3 separate regions of the Mus musculus genome follow, and regions 1 and 3 are each linked to region 2. A link is a contact called in public HiChIP or PLAC-seq data. All regions are on one chromosome and are shown on one strand. Each heading gives the region's core, a stretch centred on a gene start, on an enhancer-like site or on the middle of the called end of the contact. The rest is flanking DNA. Distances are from core to core; before and after follow the strand shown.

What was found. HiChIP or PLAC-seq counts read pairs in DNA pulled down with a chosen protein or histone mark.
Region 1: a FOXA1 HiChIP or PLAC-seq map of pancreatic cancer cells shows a contact between it and region 2. The contact joins two enhancer-like sites. A contact is called at or near these places in 2 of 115 datasets of contacts at active chromatin or transcription factors (extraembryonic endoderm stem cells and pancreatic cancer cells).
Region 3: a FOXA1 HiChIP or PLAC-seq map of pancreatic cancer cells shows a contact between it and region 2. The contact joins two enhancer-like sites. A contact is called at or near these places in 2 of 115 datasets of contacts at active chromatin or transcription factors (extraembryonic endoderm stem cells and pancreatic cancer cells).

The regions. Positions count from the first base shown.
Region 1 is chr3:102,666,993-102,671,600 of GRCm38.p6, reverse strand. No RefSeq gene overlaps it. Among named protein-coding and RNA genes, the nearest start is that of Gm40112, 25 kb to the left of the region's middle. Within about 2 kb of position 2,875, at least 55 of the 459 cell types and tissues checked have an H3K27ac peak or open chromatin away from gene starts, as enhancers often do. A contact at or near this core is called in pancreatic cancer cells, where this site is marked.
Region 2 is chr3:102,106,163-102,110,621 of GRCm38.p6, reverse strand. It overlaps Casq2 (calsequestrin 2), which reads right to left. Exons shown (of 11, transcript NM_009814.4): 2 at 298-382. Among named protein-coding and RNA genes, the nearest start is that of Casq2, 22 kb to the right of the region's middle. Within about 2 kb of position 2,196, at least 11 of the 459 cell types and tissues checked have an H3K27ac peak or open chromatin away from gene starts, as enhancers often do. A contact at or near this core is called in pancreatic cancer cells, where this site is marked.
Region 3 is chr3:102,751,255-102,755,445 of GRCm38.p6, reverse strand. The region is part of intron 2 of Tspan2 (tetraspanin 2); the gene reads right to left. Among named protein-coding and RNA genes, the nearest start is that of Tspan2os, 18 kb to the right of the region's middle. Within about 2 kb of position 2,790, at least 23 of the 459 cell types and tissues checked have an H3K27ac peak or open chromatin away from gene starts, as enhancers often do. A contact at or near this core is called in pancreatic cancer cells, where this site is marked.

The sequences.
Region 1 (4,608 bases), core at 1,626-4,125, 560 kb before region 2:
GGTTTGGGAAGGAGATGCAAACAGAACAAAGATCTAGAGTGAAATGTCTGGCTATTGACCTCCAGCAGTCTGCCATTTCCTCCTGATCCATTCTCTTCAGGGATAATAAAAGCACTTTTCTAAACTGCAGAATCAGTCATGATCATTGTCTCCCTGCTCCCTAAAGAATGGGCCGAGTTTCCAGGGTGCCATTTAAAACCTTCACAGGTTGGTCCCCATCTGCCCTTCCCCCTCCCAGACCCCTGGTGTCTACCTTTGAACTCCAGCTTTAGTGGATTAGATTAGAAGATGTTTCGACCCTCCTCCTGTAGATCCATTCTTCCATGCCCCTCCTGGTTCATCTTGCTTTGACTGTCCACTGGACTTCACTCATCATCTGGCTTATCTTTCCACTGTTACTCATCACCCAAGACTCACCAGCCTTAACTCTCCCACCCCGGGGCAGAATGAACTGCATTCCTTTCAACATAGTACTATTAAGAAGTTGACTTCAGTGCCATAGCTAATTCATAGCTTAGATGCCATGAAAGGGAATGCAGCATCCAGAATACCACAATAACGTCCTTGTCGAATGACTAAAAAATAAAGTGTAAAATCTTTGAACTATGCTGTGCGCTATTGTAAAGTGTGTTGTTGTACTTTTTACTGGTAACAGTGCTATGAAAAAGAAAAACTTTGCAGAGTCCCCAAGTGCCTGGCCAGGATAATCAAAATTCCAGCATTTGGAATCAAAGGCCGCTTCCTTGTCTGTTTTTCATCTTCTTTCTTTCATGTAAAGTTTGTGGGTCTGGGTTGAGACACTGTTGTAGGTTATCTGGAGTTGTTGACATCGTATAAGATAGGACTAAATGGCCTGGGGTTCATGCGGGAAGTTGGAATACTGGGGAGAGATGGAGGAGGAGGAGAGAGGAAATGAGCCTCTGGGAATGCTGGAGGCCAGGAGAAAGCCCCTCTTTCACCTCGTGGCTATCGCTGAAGTTCTTTGCTGTCTCATGGTGAAGTTGCATGGATGTGTGTGGAGTAATACTTGTAGATAATTTGGAACTTAGACATGAGATGGCTTAGACGTGATTCACCAGCGGCTGTCAGTCTATCTTCCCCAACAGCTTTCTGAGTAAGTGACAAGCTCTCCGGCTTCAACTCCTTACTCCTGCTAAACCTAGTGTTAAGAATACAAACAAGATACTTCAGAAAAGAATCTGCCTCACGTCCAGTTGGATAAAGATTTCTCATACGTTTGGGAAAAAAAAAATCACTAAAAACTTTTAGCCTTGCTTGCAGATAAATCTCCAGCATTTCATTTCACAGTAATGACCACTATTTCAAAACACTTCCCACAGGGAATCCTATCAATGGATAGGAAGTCTCCAGAAGGTTACAGATAAGGACTGGAATGTTTCCTTTATTTGAAGAGTGAAATAACTGAAAACTAACCCGCTTGGTCTTCAGAGCTGGCTTCGTGTTCTCTGTTTGCAGGAACTTGCAATGTTGGTGCTGCAGGGACATGAGGGAATCTGGTTTAGCCCCTTGCTTGGCATATGGAGTGAGGGAAGTTAGTTTAAGGTCACATAGCTTGTCAGGATGGAGCTGGAAGCAAGACCCAGCTCCCTGAAGATTGGTCCAAGTTTCTTCCCTCTATGCTAATTAGCCATGTGGTAAAGTGCTTGATGGAAAAATTTTAAAGAATAAATGTAGAAGTGTATTTACTTTTTTACATCTGCTTGCCTGCCTGTCTGCCTGCATGTCTGTCTGTCTGTCTATGTACATACGTGTGTATGTATGTATGTATGCATTATCTATCTATCTATCTATCTATCTATCTATCTATCTATCTGTGATTGTTTGTGGGGTCATTTGGTTCTCTCCTTCCACCACGTGGGTTCTGGGGATTAAACTCAGGTCATTAGATTTAGTGGTGTATTATTTTGCTGAAGCCCCAAGACAGAAGATAACTTGGGGAGGGAAGGATTTAGCTCATGTACAGTTCCACAGTACATACAGTACAACACTGAGAGAACTTGGGGCAGAAACACAGACAAGGCTGGAACCTAGATGCTGGTACTTAAACAGAGACCATGGAGGAGTGCTGCTTACCGGCTGGCTCAGCCTGCCTTCTTATAGACCTCAGGACCATCTGCCCAGGGGTGACACTGCTCACAGTGGCCCAAGCCTTTGTCTTAGTTTGAGTATCCATTGCTGCAAGGACGCATCATAACCATGGCAACTCTTATAAAGAAAAACATTTAATTGGGGCTGGCTTATAGTTTCAGAGGTTTAGTCCATTATCATCATGGTGGGAAGCATGGCAGCATGCAGGCAGACATGGTGCTGGAGACAGAGCTGACAGTTCTATATCTTGATCCAAAGGCTGCCAGGAGGAGAGACTATGTCACACTCAGTGTAGCTTGGGCATATATGAGTTTTCAAAGCCTGCCTCCATGGTGACACATTCCTCTAAGAAGGCCACACCTCCTGATTCCCTATAGGCCAAGCATTCAAGCATGTGAGCCTATGGGGATCACACTGATTCAAAGCCCCACAGCCCTCCTACATCAAATACAAAAAGAAAACGCAATGATTGGCCAATCTGGTGAGGGAGTTTACTCAACTTATGTTCCCTCTTCCCAAATGACTTTAGCTTGTGTCAAGTTAACATAAACTAGCCAGCACTTTAATGGGTTCTGTTTGCCACTGTTTGCCACAGGAAAACAGCATGCCAGTGTTTTCCTGAAATCTGCAGTCATCTGGAGACAGTCTTGGAGGAGGCTTGGGCTTTTGGCTCTAAGTACTCAAATGAGTTGCTGTTGTTGAAGCTACTGATGAATCATGCTCAGCTGGAGTTTGAAGACTGGTCAAGTCAATGAACTTACCCGCTACCACTGTGCTCTCGCCAAGCCAACAGGAACCTCTGACCTCTGGCTCATCCGTAGCCCTCAGCCTCCTCTACCTCTGCCATTGAAAAGTGCCTCTGGCTTCCTTATGGTTGAGTCTGCCTCACCCCACCCAGGACACACTTGCTTCCCTCTGGAGTTTCTCACCAAGCATAGTAGAACCCTTGTTCTGGTGAGATAGACTCCTCTTGGTTCTCCAAGCCTCTCTTCTTTCTCACCAAGCCAGAAGCTCACATGTCCCCTGAAGATTTTCTGGCAGCTTCGACACAGTCTCCTTCTCCTTTGGAGGGTCTAAGGCAGTGGCAGAGTAGACTCCTCCCCCGGCCTCCAGACAGCACTCCTGAGCCATCCTCAGGTCCTCTGACTCTGGGGACCTTTATTATCGTTTCATATATACTTCTGACTCACCAAAGCTTCCTTAAAAGGTTTACTGATTCTGAGCCTTTCCTCCCTCTTCTAACCCTGACCAGCAGTTCCATTTCCCCAGACTTTGAAAATGGCTTGTGTTTGTCTCTCAGTGAACACCAATGCTTTTCCTTCTTTCTTAAAGGCAAACCCAAATCTAAAACATCTGTTTTTTTTCTCTCAGTTCAGAGAAAGAAGTCCAAGTGTCAAGGCCAACCTCTGGGTAGTAGTTGGGTCTGACTCCTTCCAGCCTCAGAATGTGGAGGCCAGCTCTCTGAATCACACATTTTGTGTTCCCTTTTCGCTGCCTGCAGCCTTTGTTCCCGCAAGAGTCTCAGCAACAGTTAGGCTACCTCAGAGCCCCTAGTCTCCCCCCAAAGAATGCTTTCCTCCTAGTGCTGACTCAATCGTGACTAATGTGATCTGTGGATCTGGTGTCTGGGCTCTGTACAATCTAGGAAAACAAAAGTCTTGAGTCTAGATAGAACCTTCCTCATCATAAGGAACTGTCCTGTGTCAGCTAGGTGTTGACGCATAACGTGGGCTCGGGTTGCTAAAGCCCAGATTGTGCTGTAGCCTAGCCCAGTCCTCTGCTACAGAGTCTCATAGCCATCATTACAGGACTGATAGGAGTTTCTGCATTATATAGACTCAGTCTGGGTTCCGTCTGCTTTCAGCTACATGACTTTTGGCAGGATAGGGGTCCTTGTAGGTTGTTGGTCTGAAAGCCTTAGTGCTTTGCTGATGGCTTTCTGGGGGACCTAGAGTTCTTTGTCTGGTGGGCCTTTTCACTGAGGATGAAGGGGGAACGAGGGAAAAGAGGAGAGAGAGAGAGAGGGAGAGAGAGACAGAGAGACACAGAGAGAGAGACAGAGAGACACAGAGAGACAGAGACAAAGGCACACAAAGAAAGACAAAAACAGAGAGACAGACAGAGACTATTATTAGAAGATCCAACTCAAAGCCAAGGGTATCCCATCTCCAAAGTCTTTTCCTCAAGTGTTGCACAAGTTTTACAACACATTTCTCTTCTTATATTTGGATGCGTCAGAGGAAAAAGGATGCGCAATTTCTGCCTTCTGACCACGCACATTCCCCAGCTCACAGGACTCCACAGAATCCTATCTTGAAGTTTCCAAGTTTCCAAGTTGCCCCTCTCCCTGGGCCTCCCCAGTGTGACCGCCTTTTCTTTTTACCACCCTCTCTCTCTCTTCAGCCTTTGGCCTACGCAGCCTCCCTGAGTGCTCAGGTGTGTGTGCTTGGTTCTGTCTACTTCTCTGCTGATTTATGTCCTCACTCCCGACCAGTTCTC
Region 2 (4,459 bases), core at 947-3,446:
TTTAAAGATTTATTTATTTATTATATGTAAGTACACTGTAGCTGTCTTCAGACATTCCAGAAGAGGGAGTCAGATCTTGTTACGGATGGCTGTGAGCCACCATGTGGTTGCTGGGATTTGAACTCCTGACCTTCGGAAGAGCAGTCGGGTGCTCTTACCCACTGAGCCATCTCACCAGCCCTACTATCTTTTAATATGTGTTTAAAAATAATCCAGTTGCCATGCAAGATAAGTACAACTTCATTTTTTATGAGATATATTTGTTTCTTCCTAGCAGATTTTAAATTTCAAACTTACCCAGCCTCTTAGCAAGCTTGGCCTCTTTCCTCGAATCCACCATCACAAAGCCTATGTTTTTATGTTCCAGGACCTGGGCCACAAGCTGAAAAGACAAATAGGTAGGGGAAATGAGTTAAGGGACGAGAGATGGCAGACATCATCACAAGTGTCAGTACCAGTTATACTCCCTGCCACTCTGACCACAGATGAGCCAGGAGAGTGATGAGAATCTGAGAGGCTAAGAAGAGAGCCCTGGAAAAACGCATCCATGGGGACCAGCCCTTTCTGCCTTTGAGAAGATAAAATTGGGGCACAGAGAATCTGAAAGGAACCAAGGGTGCTCAGACACCCAGCAGGGACCCGGCGTGGAGCTCTGAGATCTTTTGTAGTTGACAAATGAAGAACACCCCTTTAAGGAAAAGAGTCCTGAAGGCTTCCTGCCCCTGCACTGTCGTGATGCAGGTGCCCGTTGGTATCCAGCCCATAGTGAAGAAGAACTGCAAGGAGTGTCTGAGGAAGAAGGTACCACTGACCCTAATGTCCAGGAGGATGCAGCAAAGCCTTGGATGGAGAGTTAGCTAAAAAGCACTCTTAGCAGACAGCAATACAGGAGATGGCGCTGCATCCAGCCAAGCTTCCTGAAACTCAGCTATGAACAAATAAGGACTCTAAATTAATAGAGTGTCATCTCTCTGTCATCTCGCCATCTCAAAAGGGGTCTGGACAGAAATGGGGAGATCATAAAAAATGAGCTGTCGGGGGATTGAACCTGCAACCTTACAAATGCTGGTCCATTTCTAACTGAAACATTGTGCTACACTTCGAACCCTAATACTACTTTTCAAAGTGTCTGGGTTCATATGCAGTTGTAAGAACTACAAAAGTGAGATCCCTTAAACACACACATTTCTGGTTTTCTACAGAAGCAAGATCTTGTGAAACTGAGGTACAATGTCACAAACCAGACAGTAGCAACAACAGTTAAAGTACAGAGCACTGTCCATCACCACAAGGGGCCCGCTGTTGTCCTTCATAGTCACAGCCATTCTGCGCTGTCCCATCCCCTCCCCTGCCTTGGATCCTGAAACCAGGAATTCCGCCATCTGCTGTCAATCATATGATGTCTAGACACTGAATCAAGTATCGGGTACCTTTTTGAGATAACTTTTTTTTTAATTAGCTATTTTCTTCATTTACATTTCAAATGCTAGCCCAAAAGTCCCCTATACCCTGCCCCCACCCTGCTCCCCAACCCACTCACTCCCGCTTCCTGGCCCTGGCATTCCCCTGTACTTGGGCATATGATCTTCTCAAGACCAAGGGCCTCTCCTCCCACTGATGGCCGACTAGGCCATCCTCTGCTACATATGCAACTAGAGACAAAGTTCTGGAAGGTACTGGTTAGTTCATTTGTTGATCCTCCTATAGGGTTGCCGACCCCTTTAGCTCCTTGGGTACTTTCTCTAGCTCCTTCTTTAGGGGCCCTGTGTTCCATCCAATAGATGACTGTGAGCATCCACTTCTGCATTTGCCAGGCACTGGTGTAGCCTCACAAGAGTTGAGATAACTCTTTACACTTGGCATAATGATCTATCTGGAGCATCTGATGTTTTGCTGCCTGTATCGTATCACCAGGTATGTCCCTTTTCACTGCTAAGTCAACGTTCATGGTGTGGACATACCACAGTTTGCTTAACCATTCTCCTACCAAATGGTATCTGAGTTGTTTCCAGCCGTTGGCTCTGATGAACAGAGTTGCTCTGTGGGATTTTGAGTTAAACGTTAGTCCTAATCACAGGAATAAATGACTAGGAGAGTAAATTGTGACTCACATGGGAGTTTCAGGCTTAGTTCTCACTGAAACCACCAAACTGTTCTCTGGCCCCTTGGAACTGTTGCACATCCTCATGAATAATGTATGAGTTCCCTGACAACCTTGGCAGCCATGAGTGTTATCATCAGTTACATTTTAGTCATTTCTCCTAGGGATGCAGCAATGTTTCCTTGTGGTTTGAATGTGTGCTTTGTGACCATTTACTTCAACATGTGCTGCGTTTATGTATGGCTGCTTCTGTGAAATGTCTCCCCGTGCTGTTGTTTCCCTGTTTTTTTTATAGAGTACATTAACTTTTCATTTCTCTCTCTCTCTCTCTCTCTCTCTCTCTCTCTCTCTCTCTCTCTCTCACACACACACACACACACACACACACACACACACACTAGGGCCAGAGAGCAGTTGAAGCAGTTGTGCACATATGAAAACATACATGCCAACACATAAATGGGGAATTTAATTTCCATGCAGTCTAATTTAGCAGTTTTTCATTTATAAATGGGATTTTGTTGTTGTTGCTTTTTTTTTCTTGGACAGGGTCTCACTATGTATGTAGCTTTGGCTGAACTCAGTATGTGGATCAGGCTGTCCTTGAACTCATGGAGGTCTATCTGACTCTGCCTCCGGTTTGCTGGGATTAAAGGTATGTGTCACTGTGCCTGGCTATAAACGGGATTTTTAATGTTAAGGCCAAGTGCTAAATTCTGAACGGTACCATCTTTTCTCTAAAAGTCTTACAGCTTTACTCTTCGTTCTATGGGACACGGGTTATTTGGATGAAGTCCTGAAGAAGCCATGCAACAGTTTGGGGGCTTTTTCTGCTTTGTGCTAGTTGACCCCAGCACCATTTGTAGATAGCCTTCCTTCCTCTGCACCTAGCCCATGCCTTTATCAAGACTCAGTTGACACATCTGTGTGTGGGGAGTGGGGTGCAGGGGGTCTAACTCTGCTGTCTCCATTCTGTCTGTCCTTCTGTCTGCACCACACAGCCCAGGCTGTAGCCTCTATGAGGTGAGTCCTGAAAACACATAGGAGTTGGGTTTCCAATCAATTTTCTTTTTTTGTGTGGGTTGCTTTAACTAGTAATTTTTCTCTTACACAGCAGCTTCAGAATAATCTTATTTATACACAAGAAGGAATCCCCTAGGATCTGGACAATTATGGTATTATATCACATTGTGTTGTGTTTTATTGTATGTATGTAATTATATGCATGTATGCATATATATAAGTATATATATATATACACAAAGTAAGATGTAACTGTGTTAACTCCTGTTTAGGGTTTTTATTCCTGCACAAACACCATGATCAAGAAGCAGTTGGGGAGGAAAGGGTTTATTCGGCTTACACTTCCATGCTGCTGTTCATCACCAAAGGAAGTCAGGACTGGAACTCAAGCAGGTCAGGAAGCAGGAGCTGATGCAGAGGCCATGGAGGGATGTTCTTTACTGGCTTGCCTCCTCTGGCTTGCTCAGCCTGCTCTCTTATAAAACCAAGACTACCAGCCCAGAGATGGTCCCACCCACAAGGGGCCTTTCCCCCTTGATCACTAATTGAGAAAATGCCTTACAGTTGGATCTCATAGAGGCATTTCTTCAACTGAAGCTCCTTTCTCTGTGATAACTCCAGCTGTGTCAAGTTGACACAAAACTAGCCAGTACAATTGACCCCTTGTCAACTTGACACACAAACACATCACTAGTAAGCCTGAACCCTTAATTTCTTATTCATCCCCAAGATCTAAACAACTTTAAAAGTCCCACAGTCTTTACATATTAAAAGTCAATCCCTTTAAAATGTCCAATATCTTCTAAAATCCAAAGTCTTTTTACAATTAAAAATCTCCACTAAAATAGTTTCTTCCTTCAAGAGGGAAAATATCAGAGCACAGTCACAATCAAAAGCAAAAGTCAATCTCTAACCATCCAATGTCTGGGATCCAACTCACAATCTTCTGGGCTCCTCCAAGGGCTTGGGTCACTTCTCCAGCCATGCCCTTTGTAGTACACACATCGTCCTCTATGCTCCAGATGCCTGGACTCCACTGTGCTGCTGCTCTCGGTAGTCATCTCATGGTACTGGCATCTCCAAAACACTGCATGACCCCTTCAGTCCTGGGCCGTCAATTGCAACTGAGGCTGCACCTTCACCAGTGGCCTTCCATGGCCTCTCACAGTGCCAAGCCTCAGCTGCTCTGCGTGACCCCTTCATGCCTTCAAAACCAGTACCATCTGGGTGACCCTTACATATTACCAAGTCCCACTGTAGCAGGAGTACAACCTTGGCTATCTCTGGAACACAGCCTCTTTGTGCTTTCAGAAAACACTTCCCAGAAGATGTGAC
Region 3 (4,191 bases), core at 1,541-4,040, 640 kb before region 2:
CCACCCTATACTCCTTACAGAGGTAGTTGAATAAGGGGTGGTAGTAGCAATAGAGGCAGCAGCAATAACAACATCCTATCAGCACTTTTCCATAACGTCTCAAGGGAGAGCCATGTTAACACACTGACTTCTTGATTACAATGTCATTGCCTCCGGTCACTACTACTACAACTGCTGTTGGATCCAGTGTGAAGAAAGAGTTGGGGTCACAGCCTATGGACCAGCTCCCTAAATTCTCATCTATTATATACTACACTCCAGGCAGCTGGTGACCATGCCTTGTTCTAGTGTGAATTGGACCTTTGTAGGTTCCTATAGTTTTCTGAAGACTGCAGGTCTACAAATCTTCAGGTGAGAACCTCCAGTCAGTATATATTTCTCCAGTGGTCAGTGAAATAAATTCAAAGTCCCAGAGTGACTGCCTCATCCCTCCACAGGCTTAGACACACAGCCTGAGGTCCCATTGCAATGAACATGTATTAGGCTGTGCTCCCCAATGTCAGCCAAGTGGGATGTGGCCTCATATCCCAAGAAGGTCTGAGATAGGAAAGGGATGTTGTGAAAAGACAGGCTCGCAGGGTATAGGGGCCCGAGAACTTAGGTCAGAGGGTCTCTCCAGTGGGTACAGTTCACTAGGTCTCTCTGGCAACAATCAGGAGATGTGCTCACTCAAACACTACGCAACACCCCAGTATGGACAAAACAACCTAAGCATCTCAGCAGCTCCTGCTCCTGAGGCCTCTCCGTAGCAAGCCTCTGTTTGCATGAAAGGATGCGCCCGTCCTCTGGGTTCAAAATGAGACTCTCTGTGGAGCTGGAGAGAATCACAGGAAACTTCGACATGTAACGAATTCCCTGGGCTTGCCAAATCTGGCTGTCTGAATCTGTACAGTGTAAGCCCCAAGGCTTCCAAGGATACCTTATTTAAAGTCTGGTTTTAAAAAGAGCTGCTGATGGATCAATTAGCTTATAACTACATTTTAATTCCAAAATGGCTTCCATAGAGTCCTCTCTCCCAAAGAGCACACAAGACAAACATGTGACCTACTTAATAAGTCTCTTATGTTTTCTAAGTCCCTATTTTTCTTGATTTGAAAACGGAGAGTCCTTTGAAATTGGGTTTTATTGTTAATGACTGGGCTTGGTGAAGCCAGTGAGATGCTACCAGCAGCAGCTTACCCAGGGATGCCTACTTCCCTAATGAGTCCATCTCTCCTCCTCCTCAGAGTTCAGACCCTTCTAGAGGCATTGCTTCAGCTAACAAATGATCAGGAGGGCCTGTTCAAGGCTCATCAGCACAAACTCTTCTAAAATCCTTCTTGGGAGTGGATATATTGGCATGTTCGCCACTGCCAGTGATCTTGACAGCAGATGGTCTTATGTAACCTGCTAATGATTGGTTTTTCATCTAATTTTTTTTTGATATGTGTGTGTGTGTGTGTGTGTGTGTGTGTGCAGAAGTTTTCCTTCCAGTTTCCCTTGGACGCACATAATTACAGCCATCATCACTCAGTCTCCATGGGGTTTAGTCCCAGGACCCCTCACATACTAACCAGTGGATGCATGGAGCCACTCATGAAATGCATCATATTTACACATAATTCACCCACAACCCCCTACATCCTCTAAATCATCTCTGGATTACTTACCATATCTAGCACAACACAAATGTTCTAGAGTTGTTGGGCTTACTATTTAGGGATTAATGGCATGAAAAGGTCTGTCCATGTTCAGAAGAGATGCATTAAAAAAAAAAAAAACTTTGACCTGGGGTTTCTTGGATTTGTAGATGCTGAACCAATGGATGTGAACCAATTCTATGGGTTGGCTGTATCTATGTGTTTAGGAGAATCTATATGAGTCTGAGCTCATGGGAAAGGGTTAGATGCTTTCTAAATAACAGCCGCAGGAGCTACCAGATAGCAGTTAGTATTCCAGGTGCGTTACGTGTCTCATTCCATCCATGTCACTGGTGGGAAGTACCACTTCCTGATGGCCTAGCCCTCTCCAGGTGATGCCTGTACTCTGCACTTGACACGGGTCAAGAACCCACTTGATGGAAGGTCCGTGTGATAGCTGGTCTAAGCCCATCCCAACTGCTCCTCTCGCATGCTGTCTTCCCTCATGAGATGGCTTTTCCTCAGCATCCCCTCGGTCCGTGAGTACTGAGAGTTAGTATTTGTTCATAACTCACCTCTAGCTGAGTTGGCCCTGCACTTATGCACGTTCACAGTCCACATCTAAAGAACCAGAGGCGCAGCTAATGAAAGCTGCAAAGCTATAACAGGTAAACTGGAATCCAGCCAAAGTGTGAACTGGAATCCAGCCAAAGTGTGAACCCCAAACTCCCAGGCTACATTTCCAGTAGAGACACAGAACAGTGAGTTTCTTACCTAGAAATCTGCCATGTATAAATGGTAGAAGAGTTCCTGAGATTTCTAAAATTGCTGCTTCCTGGGTGTTTCCCATAAAAGAACAGGCTAGGGTCCAGAGCTCTGGGCTGCTGAGACTGGGTATGGTTAAGTCCCCTCTCTCCTTCAGGGTTGTGATCTGCAATTCTGGCATAATTACCTATTCTGATTCTTGTAGAATGGCTTTGGAGAAACTGTCCAGACATGGTAGTCTCTGTTATCCAGCTAGCATGGTATCAGATATGAAGTTAAAAAAATATTACCAGAGTGAGTCAGAGTGTTTATAAAGGCAAGCCAGCCCCTGAATGGTTAGCAACGGAACACTTTCCTTCCACACAACCTCAGCCACAATCAAAGTCAGACTCCGGGACTCTGAATCGAAGAGGGAAAGGCAGATGTAGCCAGGCTGGGACTGCAGAGCCAAGTGGCTCCTGTTTGTGTGGGCACCCCCAGTGGAGAAACCTGCTCACATCCTCGGCTCACAGACATGAGCTCATGTGCTCCAGCTTCCTGAGGCAGAGAGGACCATTCCCCACTCTATGATCCTGGAAGACCCCGAGGCATTCACCCTTCCAAAACATGGGGAGGGGCCAGGACAGGTAATCAGAGGGGCAGGTTGTTGGAATTAGGAAGGAGCAGGGGCTTGAGTTCCCTGAGAGAAACTGGAACGGAGAAGGTCTAGGAAACTCCAAGTAACCCAGGTTTTCTCCCTGCCAGCCCCGCTCTTGCCAGCCTCTTCCTTCCTCACCTAGGCAACCAAGGGACACAGAGACCCTGGGTCAGCTGCTAGGCCTTGGCCTTGACCCAGAGGGACACAAATGGAGGCAGCAGGCAGCAGTTGGTCTGACTACCTCCTTCCATGTCCTCATTTCCCCGCATTCGTGTCTCCCTGCTTTGGCTAATGCCTACCACTCTGTCTGCCTTGGACACTTGGTACAGAGCATTGAGACAGAGAGAAACTCCATTATCATGGAGGGAAAAGAAGAATTCGAAAAGGGAGAGCATCTTTGCAAACATGGGTCAATCCCCAAAAGCCTGCCTGCTGCCTCCCCAGAGCTATGCTCTGTGTCTTTCTGGAGGCTTCCTCGCTCTAGGCTGAGTGGATGGCTCCCCCTCTCTTCTTCCCTTGCCTGCGATCCTCCTTGATTCCCAAGAAGCTGGGGCCACGGGCAGGTACCATTGCACTTGGCTGTGGCTTGGTGTCTTGAAGAACCACTTGAGCATGCTAAGCCTGTTTAGGACATCTTTAACCGAAGGGCAATGGGTATGAGCTGATGACTCAGAAACACATTCTAAAGAAAAATACACAGAACATTTAGGCTTAGTGGCCCACACCTGAGAGCCTAGTGCTTCAGAAGTGGAGGCAGGAGGATCAAGGGTTTAGCTATTAAGTTCCATTCCAGCCTGGTCTACATGAGACTGTTTCCCTCTTCAGGTCAGATCAGTGAGCTAAGGAGCCTCCCACCCAGTGGGAGGGAGGGTGGTCCTACAGGGCTGGAGAGGCAAGAGATCCAGGAGTAGCTCCATCTGTGTTGCTGGTTTGAGGTGTAAGTAAAGTTTCACAGGTACAGTTTTGGATTTAACCTAAAAATACCTTGTGATCTCTTAAGTCAGAAATGTTGAACAAACTTAGTCAAGCTAAAGTGTTCTGTTGGTATTTGACCACTGTGCCGAAAGCCAGGGCTGGGTGTTTACCAATCGCAGAGCTCCCTGTGGTGAGCAGGAGGGTCAGCTGCTCTACTCTAACATTCCGGCTTTGCTCTCTAAGCTAAGCCAAGTG